Regions from separate parts of the Zea mays genome. Here region 2 is linked to region 1. Evidence: chromatin contacts called from public Hi-C data. All regions are on one chromosome and are shown on one strand. The core of a region is the stretch at or near the end of the contact, and the rest is flanking DNA. Distances in the headings are between cores, read along the strand shown. Region 1 has its middle 160 kb from the start of LOC103629391. Region 2 holds the start of LOC103629391 (DNA-directed RNA polymerase III subunit 2).

Region 1 (5,866 bases), core at 1,871-4,370:
CTTTCACCCTCACATGGGCTACCCTTTGCGTAGGGGCACCAACGAGGATTAGTCGGAACCTTGCGTGGTTCCGGATACCTCGGTAAAAATACCAGTGTCATCCACGAGAGTTTACATCTCTACCTTGCTCTTTACCTTCCGCATTTATATTAAGTATTTAAGTTTCAATCTTGTCTTTCTAATTAGATCATTTAGGATTGAAACTTAGGCTTTGCGATTGAGATAGCAACACTTAGACAAAACCTAGTTTGCACATTCTAGTTTGATTATTGCATAGGTTTTGTTCTAGGGATTCATTAGTAGCCTAGTTTAGAGAAAGTTTTAGAAGTCCTAATTCACCCCCCCTTAGGCGTCACCGTTTCATACAATTGGTATCAAATCCTGGTTTGGCTCATTTGAAATGCTTTATCTTCACCACTAAAAGAGCTGACGCTTTTTAGAGAAAGGGGATGGATACCCATAGGCCACCACACTTCGACGACACTAGCTTCCCATATTATAGTGCTAGAATGGCTTGTTACCTAGAGGTTGTTGATCTAGGTGTTTGGAGAGTCACTCGTGAAGGGATGAAACCACCCAAGAATCCCGAGAAACCCACCACGAGTGAGGAAAAAGAAGTTCATTTAAATGCTACAGCCAAAATTTGCTTGTATGAATCTCTTAGCATGGATATTTTTAATCACGTTTTTACATTAAAAACTGCCAATGAGATTTGGCTAAAATTTTATGAGCTCCATGACGGCACATCCAATGTCCGTGAGCAAAAGCATTACCTAGTCTTAAATGAGTATAATTATTTTGCTATGAAGGATAATGAGCTTTTTAGATATATGTATTCTTGTTGAATCTAATCATCAATGAGCTCAATTATATTTGCATTAATAAGCTAGGTGATGCGGACACTGTGAGGAAGATTATCTCCCTACTACCACAACAAAGATATGGGAGCATCATCACCATTCTTCACAACATAGAGGACTTGAGTCAAATGACCCCGACCATTGTGATTGGGAAAACTGTGGTATTTGAGATGTCGCGAAAAATGGGTCGACAAGAGGAGCCAACTTCTTCAAGGGCATATGCTTTTGCATGTGATGAAAAGAGTAAAGGAAAGAAGAAGTCTCCCGCTCAAAGTTTATCAAGTGATGAAGAGGAAGAAGAAAGTGATGATGATGATGATGATGATGATAATCAACCATCAACATCATCCTCCGAGGACAAAGAAACAATCCGACGTGTCATACCCGGATTTAAAGGATAAGGCCGGGTGCGTCTCATATGCGCGCCAAAGAAGAACACCACATATAATGACAAAGTGTATAGAGATAAATGTCACAAATATCATAAATGTCATTATTACATAGCAGAAGTGTTACAAAAAAATAAATGATAATAATAAAGCGAACTAAGTATTATTCCCTTGTGCCACAAAGCTGACTGGGAGACGCCACCTAGATCAACTCATATTCTTCATTATAGGGCGGCTCCTCCTGTACCACCTGCTCTTCACCTATGGGGGGTTTATATATCGCAAGAGTGAGCTCACAAAAGATCATAGCTCAACAAGTTGTGGGGAATAATGTGCATGAACTCACCAAAGGTGGGAGTTTATGTGAAGTGTAAGGTTGATCAACGATAAGGGGTTAAAGCTGAGCATTGCTTTTAATAAGTTGGTCAAATTTTATTAGCAGTTACTAAATATAAGTAAAGACCAAACCAGAGTAATAGTAGATCAAAATTAATAATAAATCCCAAAGCGATGCAAATGACAAATTGAATTTAATTCTATAATTTAATCATGCAAGAGTCTTGAGTTGCTCATGACCACAAGCACGACTAGTATACCAGTTTTACACTCTGCAGAGGTTGTACCCTGTACCCTGTACCCACAAGTCGTGTATCCCATGTTTCCAGGGTTAGCTAGACCCTTAGACACTACCAAGGTGAATGGCTAGGGATCCACTATGAGGCCTTTACAAAGTTCCACTACCTTCAGAAAACCCGCTACAGTTTCTAGGAAGAGCAATACAGGAATCCCCGTCTGACCGCCATCACAGCAAAATCAACCCGGGAACCTCCCTACACGCCTACTCCCCTACTGCCCTTGCCCCTATCGGGTAAGGTAGTCCTCCACTAGCTTTCCTAGTTAGTCAGCCAAGGGCGTCTCATTCCACCCTTGTGGTGGCACGTGTTTCTCAAGTTAAGCTCGATGTTCCAATTAACATAATTGTCTTATCAAAAACAGGAATAGAACAGTAATAAAGAATGAACAAGTGTAATAGTTATCTCAATGCCCAAAACCAAGTATAGCAATAGCAATGACTACCCAAAAGTTCAGGGGTAAACAAGGTGAAAAGATAATTAAACTAGGGTGACCTATTGGGTCTCATCAAAAATAAGCCTATGCAGGATAGAGTGATTATAAAGAACATTATTGGGTAAATAAAGTGATTAAGGGCACAACTTGCCTTTAACGAGCTCCTGCTCAGCAACTTCTACCTACTGAACACCTGGATCATCTGTGGCTTGCTCGTCTACTCACAACAGTATAAACAAACATGGCATAGCAGAAATTAACATCACACTAAACATAAATACAGAATTCATAATAATAATCTACGTATCATAACGAGACTGTAGGAAAAGAATCATTAAATTTAGAGTTACGGATTTTAAGTAATGATTTTCCGAAGTACTTATGTGTTTGGTACAAGATTAATTGAGTGATCAATTCTAATGTGGCTTTCATGTTAAAACAGTGGCACTAAGTGATAAACAATATTATTACAAATTATAGAAACTAGAATGGACTAAAAAGGAGTCAGCATGAATTTTCTATGAATTATACAAGTTTCTACAATTATTTTTGCATTAAAAATCATTTCGAAATGAATTTCTTTGATTTTATATTTCCCTGGACCGTGCACCATAATAACAGAAAGCGCAAGGGCAACTGCGCAAAAGGTCCATGACACAGAGCGCCCAGAGCTGTACTGGGGGTCAATATCAATAAATCCGGGGGTCTCTTATGTAAAAATGAAATGGCGAAGGGGTATCCGTTGACACGAGCCAGATCAGATTCAGATCCTATTTCCCGCAAACCGGTTGGAGCAGGAGCCACACGATTCAAGATCAACGTTCAGGGCTTAATGAATCCTAGATCGGATCTCCACCACTGGATTCTGCATCAATGGTCGCCACTCGCTCCGATTGAATCACTACCAAGCTTTTAATCCCAGTCGTTCAACAAAGATCGAACAACAAAGGTTTGTCTTCTTCCTCCCACCTCAATAGACGGCGGCGCAAGCCCGATACACGGCAGCCCTTGTGCTGGCGACAGGATCTACCACACATCGGAGCACTGCCCGAACCCCGCCTAGTGCTACATGAAGAGGAAACTAGGGCGAACCCAGCTGTGGCCCAAAAATGGTGAACCAGCGGGTTGCTGAGCCTATCCATAGTAGCACACGAAGCCGCCACGAAATGCAAATTTCGGTGAGAGATTCCCAGTGCTCAATTACCCCATCCCAAGTCCTGGAGTGTTAATCGCGATTACAGTGACGAGATGAACGGATTGCGAGGACTCATACCAGCGCCAAAGCTCTAGAAACGATTGTCCACAACGGCGTTGTTTCTCCCCCTCTCTGATTCTCTCCAATGGCGGCGAGGTTCTCGGGAGGTCTCTGTGAGCACGGTCGACGGGACCCTTCCCCCATATATAACCACGCGGATGCTTGCCGAGTCAGCCGGAGCCAGGAAACCTGGGGAGGGTTGTTGCGTCGGCCATCCCCGTGGATCTCGACGAGGAGGTTTCGGCATACCTACCGCGCTTGCGACAGACACTGGCAACATGGTCCCACTGGCAGCGAACTTGGCGCGAATGACACAAGGCGGCTGACGCGCTGGCCCCACATGTCGCCGCAACTTTCCCCCTCGCGGACTGGGCTGACGCGTGGATGAAATTGGGCCAAGCAGAACAGAGGCCGGCTCAAGCGCATGGTTTTCCCCTTTTCTTTTTTTCTTTTTCTTTTTTGTTTTCTCTTCTTCCTATTTTCAGATTTCAAATTTAAATTCAAATTTTGTTGGGTTGCACACGTTGAGCTAAATGTACAAATTCAAATCCTAGTGTAGGAACAATATATTTATTTATATATATATTTTTTTGTATATAGTATTCCCTTTCTCTTCTTTTATTTGTAAATTCCCATTTCTAAATATTCAAGTTAGTCACTAAATCCCCAATTTGGATATTAATTTATTTCCATTAATGTGACTACTATTATTATTAAATGCACATACAAATAAAAGCCAACATGATGCACAAATTAGTGATGTGTGATTTGTTAATTATTTACTTTTAAATGTGGTGTTCACATGTGTTAATAAGTAGAGGCTACACATATATAGGAAATAATTTCATTTCTTATGCTTTTTACAAATTGGGTATTACACGACGCGTCAGAAAGGTAATGGGGATGATCCGCAAGATTAATCTAATGGGTGTGCCCTTATAGGTCGAGGATCTTCTCTTTAACATTGACATGAAAAAACAAAGAAAGAGAGAATGCTTTGCATGCGAGAAGGACCACTTTAGGGACAGCTGTCCAAATATGGCCAAACCCACAAAGGGGAGGAGCAAAGGCAAGGTGCTTACAAGTGTCAAAACTTGGGGGTAACTCTTCAAGCGAAGATGAACCTTCAAGGACGTGCAGCCACCGATCCTCATCAAACACATCACGGTCATCACACAAGTGCCTTATGGCAAGAGGTAAAATGAGTATTCCAACCTCTAGTGACGATAGCAGTAGTGATGATGAAGGTGAGGGAAAGCCCTCCGTAGATGAGCTTGCGGAAGCCGTAAAATTTTTTTAGGATGTATGCACTAAACAAAAGGCTCAACTTAAAACTTTTAAAAAATAAGTTGATTAGCTCACAAAATAATTATAAATGTTTGCTAGAAAAATTTGAAACATTTGCAAATTTGAATTGTGAGTTATCAACTAAATTTGAGCAATTAGAGTCTAGTGCTCCATCCACAGCTACCGATGATAGTCTTACTAAAAAATGAAAAACTTAAAGCTAAGTTAGCTAGCTCCTAAGAAGCCATTGAAAACTTGCTAGGAAAAATGGAAGAGGTGGGGAAATTCTATTCGAAGCTCTTCTTCTCTCTCCCAAGTAGCCTCATCTTCACCATGGTGACTCCATTGCACTTTGCACATCTTTATCACCTTATTCCTTGTAACCCGAGTCCAAGTTTCAATAATCTTGATAGGATACTTCGTGTAAGTTAGATCACCCTGCATACTAAGTTCTTCCATTGGTAGTTGTTCCTTAGGGACAAAGAGACACTTCTTGTGTTGAGACACGTGGAACACATCGTGCACATCAGACAGATGGTCAAGTAGTTCAAGCTGGTAGGCCATCTCCCCAACTCGCCTAAAGATTCTGAAGGGTCCAATAAAGCGAGGGGATAACTTGTCTTTAACTTCGAATCTCCTCATTCCATGAATTGGTGACACCTTGAGGTACACATGATCACCCTCCTCAAATTCGAGTGGCCTCCTTCGATTATCAGCATAGCTCTTCTGCCGGGTCTATGCTACCCTCAAGTTCTCCTGTATGACCGTATCATACGGACTTGTTCTTCTGCCTCTTGAATAATTTCAGGTCCAAAGAACTGTCTTTCTCGAGTCTGATCCCAATAGAGAGGAGTTCTGCACTTTCTGCCATATAAAGCTTCAAATGGTGACATCTTCAGACTAGCCTAGTAACTATTGTTATAAGAGAACTTAGTATATGGTAGACTCTTGTCCCAACTGCCTCCATGCTTAAGGTCACAAGCTCTCAACATATCCTCTAATACTTG
Region 2 (5,866 bases), core at 1,044-3,543, 160 kb after region 1:
GAGTCGGGCTCGTCGTCTTCCTCGGAGCCCGGGGGCCCGTAGGTCGAGACGGCCGTCAGTCGGTCCTAGGTTGACCACATATGGTACCCCGGAAGGTTAGGATATGCCTTTATAAAAGCGCTCACCGAAGCGGGATCGCTTGGTGGATCGAAGCTGAATCTAAAAGGCACAGGGTGGAAAACGGATGGTACCTCTCGATCGATGGACGGTGATGAAGTCGCGTCGGGGACGGACTGCACCGTTATGTCAGGTATGAGGCTAACGCCCAGCAGGCCCTTCGCGAGCGTGCTGGCGTCATCTGTCCGCTTGGGGTTGGCGTGTTGCGGGGAAATGTCGCTCGTCGTCGTCTCAGGCGCGAGGTCTACGCCCGACATGTCCCCCGCTGGGGCGCCTGCGTCGTCGACTCGCTCGATAGCCAACGAGGTGCCGCCTCCTGCTTGGCCACGGTTTCCCCGCCTCCTGCTCCTGCGGCGAGGAAGGCGACAGGACAAACCCGGATGCTGATCTTCCGCCATGGGGGGGAAACGTCGCCGAGTCCGCCGCCGCCGGGCGGGCTGACGGCCGTCGTTGTCGCTGTCGCACTGTGGGGGAAGGAGTACCATGTCGTAGCTGCCGTCGAGGGACATGAACTCGAGACTCCCGAAACGGAGCAGCGTCCCGGGCTGAAGAGGTTGCTGGAGACTACCCATCTGGAGCTTGACGGGAAGTTGTTCGTCAACACATAGCAGTCCCCTACCTGGCGTGCCAACTGTCGGCGTTTCGACCCCGGGGGGTCCCTGGACCGACGAGTAAATTGTCGCTGCGTGCCCCAGCCCAGATGGGTTGGCGCGAGACGGAACACAAAGGGGGGAAAACTGCGGCCTCGTGTTGTCCTGCGCCGGAGTGGATGCGCTTGCAGTAGGTGTTACAAGCGTTCGCGAGGGAGAGAGAGAGTCATGCGCGACCACCCTCTCGTATGAGGGCCCTGGCCCTTCCTTTTATAGATGCAAGGAGAGGGTCCAGGTGTACAATGGGGGTGTAGCGATATGCTAACGTGTCCGGTAGAGAGGAGTCGGAGCCCTATGTACATGCCAACGTGGCTGTCGGAGAGGTGCTAGTGCCCTGTGTGGCTGTGTACATGGTGCCGTGGCCGTCGGAGGAGCGTTTGTGCCCTGTAGAAGCACAGCTGTCGGGGTTGTCGGGACCTTGCTGACGTCTCCTTGCTTCCGTAAGGGGCTGAGAGCCGCCGTCGCCATGGACGCACGCGGGGAGCCATCATTACTTGTTACCGGGGCGAGCCTGGATGGGACGTCGGTCTTGTTCCCCGTAGCCTGAGCTAGCTAGGGGTAGGGTAATGATGTACCCCCTGTGGCGTGGTCGGTCCGAGCCCGAGGTCGGGCGAGGCGGAGACTCCTCCTGAGGCCGAGGCCGGGGTCGTGCGAGGACGCGATTCCTCCCGAGGTCGAGGTTGAGGCCGGGCCCTGGGGTCGGGCGAGGCGGAGACCACCTTCCGAGGTCGAGGTTGAGGCCGAGCCCTAGGGTCGGGTGAGGCGGAGTCCATCTTCCGAGACCGAGGCGGGGGCCGAGCCCTGGGGTCGGGCGAGACGGAGACTTCTCCTGAGGCCGAGGCCCAAGGTCGGGCGAGGCGGAGCTTCCTGTGGCGCCTGAGGCTGGACTCAGCTGCTGTCAGTTTCACCTTGGCGTGTGGCACAACAGTTGGAGAGGGGCGAGCGGCGCTGTTTTCCTGTCAAGTCAGTCAGTGGGAGGGCGAAGTGACTGTGGTCACTTCGACCTTGCCGACTGAGGCACATGTGTTAGGATAAGGTGCCAGACGATCCTTGCATTGAATGCGCCTACGATACGGTCGGTTGGTGAGGCGATTTGGCCATGGTTGCTTCACTACGAAGCCTGTCCGAGCTGGGCTTCGGGCGAGTCGAGGGAGCGCCTGTTGCTTGAGGAGGCCCTCGGGCGAGACGTGAATCCGTCCGGGACTACTGTTCCCGCCCAAGGCTGGGTTCGGGCGAGGCGAGATTGCGTCCTTGAGTAGACGAAGCCTTGATCTGAACTGTACCCATCAGCCTCTACAGTTTGCGCTGATGGTGATTACCAGCCGAGTTTAGAAGTGTTAGGGTACCCTTATTTATGGTATCCGATATCGGTCGAGCCGAGCTGCTCGATATCCACCCTACGTCTACCTCGACGGACGGTCATCCATCAAGTCGCGACCTAAGTCCGGAGGAAAGCGTGAGGGCCGTGTTTGGCTCGTCAAGCAGCCCGGCCCATTAAATTGGGCCGTTTAAACCCTTTAAACCCTATATATGCCTTCGTTCCTCGATCGTCAGCCGCCGCCAGTTCCTTTGCCGGTTCGCGCACCACGCAACGCAAGTGCTCTTCCCTTCTTCTCTCTCGGTTCTCGCCTTCTCGGCCCTCCTCCTCTATTCTTCCCTCTCGTCCACGGCCACAGGCTAGCCGGCCTTGAGCGCCTGTGACGGCGCAGGTTCTGGGGTTGCAACACGCCCCTCCGCCCTTCCGGCGCATCTGCTGAATTCCACTCTCCTCTTGCCCGCCGGCGTCGCCTCTTTTCTTTGCTATCGTCGGCCTCGGACCCCAAAGACGACAACAGCAGGAGGGCAGCGCACCTGTGAAAGCGGCGCCTCTCTTGCCGTTAAATTTCCGCGTCGCCTGGCTTCTCTTCCGCACTCTGCTTTCAAGCCCCTCTGCCATGACCGTGCCCACCAAAGACGACAGCCAAAGGTAGCTCGCCTCCTCCACCACGAACCGCCCCGACATCTCCAAACCCTCACCTCTTCTTCCTTTTTTTTTGCTTCGTGCAGCGGCACGGTGGCCGACACAGTGCCATTACCGACATACCGTTCGTTAGCAGCGCCGGTGAGGAAGCCTGTCGACAAGTTCGCGCTCCTCCCGGCCTTCCTCAAGGTCAGCATGACGTTTTCATTCAGCAGAAGCTGCTGCCTGTTGATTTATTATCCAACAATTTTGTCACACTCACTTTTAATGCTCCCTGCATTCACGGGCCTATCCAGTAGTTTTCGTGTGTTAACCCGATTATTACCATGTGGTTTGTTACAGTCACACCTTAGTGCATGATTTATAAACTGTTAGCCGCAGATTAGCTCCTTGCTTGTTCTATACTTGCTTGGGTTATCTTGTATCTATTTCTAATTTACGACTCATTTTGTTCATTGGTCACTCCTATCAACTCATGCACTTGTTTTTATGCGCCAATGGATTTTCAATTTTAAGCTCTTGCCTTGATTTAGTTTTTTTCTTTGATGGATGTAAACAACAGGTTAGAGGGCTTGTGAAGGAGCACATCGACTCATTTAACTACTTTGTCAACAAAGGAATCAAGAAGATCGTTGAGGCAAACAACCGAATTGAAGCGCGCAACGATCCATCCATTTACCTTAGGTATGCTTGTCAATTTGTGTAATATGTATTCTAACTATTGTTAAATATCTATTTTGTTGTCACATTGCAGGTACCTTGGTGTGCATGTTGGCATGCCCTCGGTACATGTAGAGTATAACATTGAAAATATCACACCACATTTTTGCCGCCTTACTGACCGCACGTAAGCCTTTCATTTCCTCGTATATTTTTTAACGTAAATCCATTTCCTCATTTGCATCAGTTTGTAGTTTGTACTTGCAACTAAGAAAACAAGAGACGTTATGTTACACATCATTTGAGCTAGATGGAATAAGCAATAAGATTTATGTGGCATTATTATGGCTCTGGTATTGTTTTGTTTCCTAGCATAATTCAGGCTGTCCACATCATATTTCTTATTGTAGATGTTGATGATGTTAGATGTAAATATACTTATTTACATTTCCTTTATGTGTTTCTTTCCATGTGTGTATGCATGCACCTCTTGTCATAGTATACTAGCCTTAAGGGCATATTGAACAGTATGCGCTGTTTTGTAGTTGTATATTAACCTTAAGGCATATTGAACAGAGATGTGCTATTGTTAACAACTTAACATGGTACCAGAGCTTCATTGTTGCGCTAGATTCTTTTCCTCTTGTTTGTTGCCTCTAGTGAGCAGCCCGTTGTCCTAATTAGCCCTTTTTTCCTTCTATCTTTTCCTTTTCCTCCTTCGCTGATGATGTGGTGAGTTCTTTGGCCCTGTTTTGCAATGTTATTAAAACGACGTTAAAACATAGTTTAAAGACATAATGACATTGTCTGCATACAAAGAGATACGGTGTTGCACACGCTCCATTGCAGGAGGCTGCAGAAATCCCAACTGAATATATTTTGAACTGCGTGTTAGTTCAAAATAAGTTAGATTATATAACCTGGACAGATTATAATCCCAAATGAACAGGCCCAAAGGGTGCAGCTTCTCTAATAAACTCTTCCCTGGAAAGTTGCACAAATGGAGGAAAAATGTGGTTAGAAAAAGCAGGTTTGACCTACCTTATGTGTTTTAGTACTAATGGGGCAAGTGGTGAGAAGCGTGACCAAGCATTCTCTAGTCATAAGCACATTATAAACTATTAAGTTGTACCTAGCAGGCCCTTTGTTTCCCAGTGTCACCATCCCAAATCAGAGGACTGCCACTGTTGATTTTTGTAACCAATTTTGTCTACCACCAGCAAAAGTTTGCACCTGCTGGGCTGCTGGCTCAAACGAGAAAGCAGCGTGTCTGATACTGGCTCAAGTTGTGGAATTGAGTGCCTGCAAGGCTGCTGCTTCAACTTGCGACGCCTGCGCCTAGCCTAGATCTCGTGGCTATATTACTTTAGCGTGCAATGTGCCCTTTCATGGTTTCCCAATGCGTGTGTGATTAGCCCAGTCTTGGTCTCTGGTTAACTCTTGACTACGCTCTACGCTGATCTTGAAGTATTACATGGGCACAAGTGATGGCTACTCCACCATTTCCTTTGCATTTTTGCAAACTCTTACTATTATCAGGATAGGTGAAAACAACAATCAGGACGGGCAACACATACTGTGGTTATTCTCAGTAGGTGCACACACTAATCTGAAGCTGAGGGCGTCTCTGATCCTGTCCACAACCTGCCAGATGCTCACGTCAGGCAGGCAGCATGTGTACTGAATCTGGTCGTGCTGGATGAGGACACAGGAGAGACGGTGATTGCTGCAGGAAGAGCATGATGGCCGGCATGAATATGCACAGCTAGGGACTGTGGTCCGAGCACGGATGCAAGCGAACTTTGGACCAAGCGTGGATGGTATGGAAATAGGAATAATTATTTTGTTCCATGGAAAAAAGGGACAAAAGTTGCCAGTCAATATGTGGGTCAAGGCATGTTACTCATTCAACCGCTTGATTCATCTACCTCCTGTGATATGCTCTTGCCTCTCAGGTTTTGTAGTCAAAGTTCAAGATGTTTTAGACCTATGTATCAACTATCAACTTCTTGCTCTTGGAGTGGTCGCTTCTACACCCAAGTTCCAGGATGGTACAAGCACTACTACTTGGCTGCCACCAACGGACAAACCTTAGTCATGCCAGGGGGCATGTGGAGTGCCAGGATGGTTGTTGAAGATAGACTGATATGGGAAACTCTATCAATCTGACTTGATGGAATTGTTAAATGGGTAGAGAGGTAGGAAATTAATTTTTCATTATGCATGATAATAGTGCATAGTGGTGGGAGATGTTTCATGAAGCACCAAGGGAGGATTGCTCTTGGTTTGCAACCTGAAAGCTTGACATGCTGATCAATGGTGGCATTTGTAGATCTGTTGCACAACAATAGCTTGACTATTTTGGTGGTACAGTGGTGGTTTATATTCCCAGTGCATGCTTCTGCGTGTTCAAATTCTGTTTGTCCTATCAGTTGTCGTGCTTGCTCAAATTTTCTTTATTGTTTCAGTTACTCTGCTC

Evidence for each region. Hi-C and Micro-C count contacts between places; a contact is called where the count stands out from the background.
Region 2: a Hi-C map of tassel shows a contact between it and region 1, with 3 times the contacts expected there. The contact joins the promoter of LOC103629391 here to the enhancer-like site in region 1. A contact is called at or near these places in 3 of 25 Hi-C or Micro-C datasets (ear, leaf and tassel).

What each region holds. Positions count from the first base shown.
Region 1 is chr6:69,013,416-69,019,281 of Zm-B73-REFERENCE-NAM-5.0, forward strand. No RefSeq gene overlaps it. Among protein-coding and RNA genes, the nearest start is that of LOC103629391, 160 kb to the right of the region's middle. Within about 2 kb of position 3,121, at least 20 of the 20 cell types and tissues checked have an H3K27ac peak or open chromatin away from gene starts, as enhancers often do. A contact at or near this core is called in ear, leaf and tassel, where this site is marked.
Region 2 is chr6:69,177,667-69,183,532 of Zm-B73-REFERENCE-NAM-5.0, forward strand. LOC103629391 (DNA-directed RNA polymerase III subunit 2) reads left to right here and starts at 2,294. Exons shown (of 38, transcript XM_008650527.3): 1 at 2,294-2,733; 2 at 2,814-2,916; 3 at 3,290-3,411; 4 at 3,482-3,574; 5 at 5,856-5,866. The coding sequence starts at 2,702.